Linked DNA regions of Mus musculus: region 1 is linked to region 2. A link is a contact called in public ChIA-PET data. All regions are on one chromosome and are shown on one strand. Each heading gives the region's core, a stretch centred on a gene start, on an enhancer-like site or on the middle of the called end of the contact. The rest is flanking DNA. Distances are from core to core; before and after follow the strand shown.

The links. ChIA-PET counts read pairs in DNA pulled down with a chosen protein or histone mark.
Region 1: a contact with region 2 is called in an SMC1A ChIA-PET map of the G1E-ER4 cell line, with 5 read pairs. The contact joins two enhancer-like sites. A contact is called at or near these places in 1 of 15 datasets of contacts at CTCF or cohesin (the G1E-ER4 cell line), 2 of 484 Hi-C or Micro-C datasets (the N1E-115 cell line and embryonic stem cells) and 1 of 115 datasets of contacts at active chromatin or transcription factors (embryonic stem cells).

The regions. Positions count from the first base shown.
Region 1 is chr1:52,596,050-52,598,749 of GRCm38.p6, reverse strand. It overlaps a transcript of Nemp2 not described here. Among named protein-coding and RNA genes, the nearest start is that of Gm28178, 17 kb to the right of the region's middle. Within about 2 kb of position 1,304, at least 161 of the 459 cell types and tissues checked have an H3K27ac peak or open chromatin away from gene starts, as enhancers often do. A contact at or near this core is called in the G1E-ER4 cell line, where this site is marked.
Region 2 is chr1:52,297,068-52,300,087 of GRCm38.p6, reverse strand. No RefSeq gene overlaps it. Among named protein-coding and RNA genes, the nearest start is that of Gm31955, 7.0 kb to the left of the region's middle. Within about 2 kb of position 1,612, at least 26 of the 459 cell types and tissues checked have an H3K27ac peak or open chromatin away from gene starts, as enhancers often do. A contact at or near this core is called in the G1E-ER4 cell line, where this site is marked.

The DNA.
Region 1 (2,700 bases), core at 55-2,554, 300 kb before region 2:
CGTACCCCAGGTTAGCCTCAAACTTCCTATAAACTGAGACAGTCTTTAACCTGATCCCCCTGCCTCTGCTTTCCCAGTGCTGGGATCACAGCTGGGTAGCGCCATGTCCCACCCACGTTTGCTTTTGATTAATTGTACAGACTCCCACTCCATAGCCAAGTCCTTCTACGTTCTCTCTCCATGCCTAAATCAGTAGGCAGCATGTGGCAGTTTATCTCCATGAACCATGGCTCCCTGTCTGCCTCATGTTACCATGCCATTTCAGGCTTGAATGCAGTAGATTTTAAAATCCCATATAAGGTTAGAACAGTGACACTATCTCTTTAGGGCATTAAGGATTATTTTGGATGGAAACTCTAAGCTCATCTTCCACTCATCCCTGGCTCTGCCCGGGTCCTACTTGTGCACAAAGGCAACTCTGAGGTCACTTTTACAAGAGAGGACAGGCAGAAAAAGTGCCCTGCAAAAGACATGGGAATGTTCAACACCAATTATCAGGCGGAAAAAAAGAAATAGCCACAGACCAGAAATAACTTAAGTAATAATTTTAAAACTTTAGATCATCCATCGGTAAAGCAGCCTGGTCAGCTGGACTCTGCTTCAGTTTTGACTCCCAGTTTTCTAAGGCTTTTTAAAAATGCTTGGACTGTTTCCTTGAGACATTCGCATGCAAAGCTGTGGCTGCTGTCTCCAGCCGCCCACACATACCTGCCCTCCTCCTCCCTCTGACTCAGCGCCCAGCCTCCGCCCACGCCCGCTGACTCGGTGACCCGCACCCACTTCCCACAAACCTACGCGCTCCTCTCCTTCACACAGGTACAAATATTCACACTCCCACTGCTCAGCAAACAACGCACACTACTAATGGGGGGGAGGGGGAGGCATGCTTTTCCTAATGACCATTATGTTTCTTTTAATTCACAAGCTTTACACAGCACAATGAGTAGCTGATGAACTTATTTATGCTTAAATTGGTTTTTCAAAACTCCCTCGTGTTCAAAACTGGATTATTCTATTTTTAAAAAACTCCACCAAAAAAAAAAAAATGTATACACCGAGTGTTGCACCTTTTTTTTTTTTCTTTTTTCTTTTTTCAGGAAGAACAGATGCCCTAGGGTTTGTCCAAATTAAAACTTTTTACTCACATTTTCAGCGATGGCTACACAAAGGCTCACTGGGCTGGGTATTCGCCGTGAGGGTGTTTGAGCTACAGCTGGCATCAGCAGGCTGCCTGACAAGATTAATTGGCAGTGAATTAGACCAGTGCAGTCCAGAGCCAACACCAAAAAGGAGGACCAGCCCACTCATGAGGCCCTGCCAACGCCCAGAGATCTGCTGAGCGTGGGCTGGGGGAAGGCAGGGAGGCCAGTCTCTGCTGCCTTTGTGTTCTCACGGCTCGTACAAGGGTTCATAGCAACGGTTTCTTTCTTTTGCTGTGCATTTGTGTGATATCTGTGTGTCTTGCTACACTGATGCCACAGCGCATGTGCAGAGGTCAGAGGACAACCTTAAGTGTGTCCCCTTCCCTTCCACCTTGTTTTAGGTAGGGTCTCCTGTTCACAGCAGCATGGGACAGGGCTGGACATCCTGATGGCTCCCCATGACTGCCATCAGCTCTGTGTGGGTGCGGAGGTCTGAACTTGGGTCCTTACACTTGTGACCAGAGCTTTATCCTCTGAGCCATCTCCCCAGGCCCCATGGCAACTCTTTTTATTTTTTCCGGGGCTTGATACTATTCTATGTCACAGATGTGAGCAGAAGCAATTCTATTGTAACTCACCTCCTCTTTAAGAAGAGATGCAAGCCAAATCTGGATTTTAAGGAGTGGTGGGTTGCTTTGTGTTTGCTGCTTTGCTTTATCATTCATAATTGATGTGAATTCTTCTGGGAGAAGCAGCGGCCATTTCTGCTCTTCTTCTATCTCTAACAATTGAGAATGTTAGATCTACAATATGCTGGACAGGGAACTGGGAAAAGGATTTCTATCTGGGCCAGACCTCTCAGCCCTCAGTGGTGGGGCCAGTTTTAATCATCTCTGTCCACCTGTCTCACATTCTTTGCTTGAATTTCTACAATTTGATCTGCTTCTGTGCACTTTAGCATTTCTCTGTATTATCCTTAAACTTGAAAGTCTTCTTGGCTCCTTGGAACTTTTTAAGCACTTCTTTGTATGTTTAACTTTGTATCGTTATAGAAAGCAAAGCTCTTCACCACAAGTCCCCATATAAAAAGATGCAAAAGCAAAAAGCAAGTGTCTCACTTCTTAGCCACTGTGCTGGTATGACTACCACCAGGTTCCAAGAAGCTAACTTCCAACAAAATATGGCAGAGTGAACATAAGAATGTCTGTCTTCTGGCTAGGCCAGCAGAGCAGTGTGAGCAAATGAGAGCCTTTGGTTACCACGCTGTGCTCTGTTTGTGTCTCCTGAGAGTTCAAACTCTGTAGTCATCAGTGTAGCCCTGATAGGAAGCAACTGAGCCTCTCGGTTGAGATTAGCAGAAGGTGATTGGGTCCTTGTTTGACAGGTGAGTAAACCTCTTTCTTCATGTGCTACCCAGATATTTTGTTACAATAACAACAGCCAAAAAAAAAAAAAAAAAAAAAAAAAAGTGAACTGACATGTTTGTTGGAAGAGAATGGAGGGGTTAATAGTCCCACTGTAAATACGAGCTGAAGCCTAGATATGAATAAGACATTTC
Region 2 (3,020 bases), core at 363-2,862:
CGTCAGTCTGTGAGAGACCTATCATGAGGCCAGCACTGATGAGCATCCTGGGAACTCAAGAAGACTCCTAGAATAATTACTGTGTGAAAAGGGGTTGATTGAATCTGCTTTAACTGTTTTAAGAATTGTTCATCACTTTCTCTTGCTATGAATTGTAAGTGCAGGCATTTACCGGCTACTTCAAAACTAAACCTCTGTTAAGGAGCGAGTGTTATGCAGAGATGTGTAGACAACAACAGTTGTGTAGTCTCCACAACGCAAACATCTTACTCAGCCTCAGTGAGAACTAGGGGATGTGCCATGTTCTTCCAATGCCATCTAGTGGAAGACAGAAGTGATTTTCATCGGAGCTTGTGTGGATAATCTGCCATCCCTCCTTCCAATTTTTAATTCATAAAATATTACTAAATAAATGGTGCACATCGAGTCACCGACTAAAAATCCACTAAAACCAAGAAGGCCAAGTATAAACTGTGTTGAATGCCAAAGACAACGTTATGACAGGTTCTGCTCATTTACAGTATGATGTAACAGCACAGGAGGCTATCACTAACATCACTAAATCATTATAGGACGATGGCACATCTGAGTTATTCAAGAAAGAACATTCTAAGGACAGAATTTTGAATTTTAGTGTAATAACTTCTTACACGCTGATTTCTGTCTTTCCTATCCTCACTCATCCCCTTCTTTGCCTGACGGGATGCCTTTCTTTCACATGTTGCCTGATCTCCTCTGGGAGGTTACCTCATCAGTGTGCTGCATACATACACCATATACTCCAGCACAGCTAACTGGCTCTCTCATGCATCCAGAGCACTTTGTTCTTACATCTCTGTTGTTTTACTAAATCCTACCACAGCATCCAGAGATTATTTGACCAGGTTAAGGTCTGTTCAAGGCTCTTGGATCTGCTTTATGTCCAGACTCCCCCAGTAGTTAACCTATGGCAGAACCCTATCAGAGAGCATCCTACTTCAATTTTTTATTTGCACTAGGTCTCTTGACTAGACTGAAAGCCCCCTGAGAATAGAGGCCAAATTTAGTGATACTTCTAAGAACTCTAGAGAGAGACAGAGACAGAGAGACAGAGAGAGCAGAGAGACAGGCAGACAGAGACAGGCAGAGAGAACTCATGTATGTCTACATGCCTGCTCATGGCTGCATGTGCACCTTTGTGGAGGTCAGAGGTCAGCCTCTGCTGTTGTTTCGCAGGAACTGTGCTTTTTTTGTCTGTTTTGTTTGAGACAGGGTGTCTCACTGCCCTGGGACTCTCCAAGTAGGTTAGTTTGGCTAGCCAGTGAACTCAGGAATTTGCCTGGCTCTGCCTCCCCAGCCCTGGTACTATAGGCACATGCCACCAACTCGGCTTCTTCCATGGGTAGTAGGGATCGAACTCATGATCCCAGGCTTGCATAACAGGCAGTTTGCCATTTAAACTATCTTCCTAGCCTATGTGTAAGTCTTAAAATAGAGCTCTAGTAGATAACTCTGGCTAACTGAAAAGGAAACACTTGTTATCTTTATATTTTTTTACACCCAGTCTTATGTATCGCTTCCTCTTTCCTGCATGCCATACCTATTTCACAGGGCATTGCATTCTTAAGTCTTCATTACTCGCTTTTGCTTGAGTCACCATGGGAAGTAAAGTTCAGAGCAGATGTGGTTTGTAGACAGAACCTTGTTGGAGAGAGAAACTGAAACGGAGTTTATCCACACTGGAAGGTGGTGGGGAGAGGAAGGAGATGAACAGGTCATGTCCCAGGACCCCTAAGGTGTGCCACAATCATACTCTAGATTAAGGTGATATTACAATTGATGTGTCCCCAGTGTTAGCATCACCTTCTTTATTTCCCAGTTGCAGACAGACAAGACAGAGTCCTCATCCAGTGTTTAGCCTTGGTCAATGTTCTGTCTCTAAGGGTTAATTTCCTCATAAAATAAAGATAAATGTAACTACTTTATATGGTTGCCATAACTGAAGGAGGTCAAGTCCTGAGGGACTGACATAGAGTAAGCTGAACAGATGACCAGCATAGATGCATTCTGCAACTTTAGATAAAAATAGGACGGCAATGGCCAAAAGCAGACACAAGCGAGTCTTCAACAGATCAGTGATGTATCTTCAACACAAGGCTTGGATTTACTTAATAGGGTTGTGAGGTTGTCATAATTTGGTACAAGGGGAGTGGTGTGTCAGGTGCATGGCTTGAGATCTGCGCTCTAGCTACTCTAAGAAGTAATGGAAGATAAGGTTAAAGCAGGGAGGTTCTCTAGGAGCCTGCTCCAGAACTCCCAAGGAACAAACGAACAGAGGGAACAATCAGCAGAGGCTTACGACAATCAACAAGCCACACAGCAAGGTTGCCAACATGAAAGCATGAAGAGAAAGGAAATTTGCAAGAAGAGATGTATTGTCTCAATAATAGCACCTACTGCCATGGGTCCCAATTCTTAAGATTATGTGCAGGAGAAAGGTAGAAGAAATCTACTACTCAGAAGATAGTTATCAAGTAGAATCTTCAAACAGATGCTCCTATTGGAGCCAGAGTTCACTGGCAACATTTCGAAGATGTCCTTATAGTCACAGTTGGGCAGAGAGCTGGCAGCGTCAAGTGGTTAGAGTTGAGGTCTGAGGTGGCTAAATGGATGTGCCCATAATTACATGCCATAATTACATGTATGTCCAAGGATCATAAATATGGGAGAGAAGTGAACTGCTAGGCAGCATGCTGCCATGTATAGGGCTGGGTTTATGCACATGGACTGCTGTTAGCTAGCTGCCATTCTTGTTAGCATGTGTACGCAGGCCTTCTCTCTCTCTCTCTCTCTCTCTCTCTCTCTCTCTCTCTCTCTCTCTCTCTCTCACACACACACACACACACACACACACACACACACACACACCCCTGTTTATTTCTAACATCTCTTGTACTTTACACTGACTAATGACCTAATTTGAATATAAGTAATATTCCATGTAGACATAGCAAAGTATGGCTTTTCAAGGTTTTGTTGAG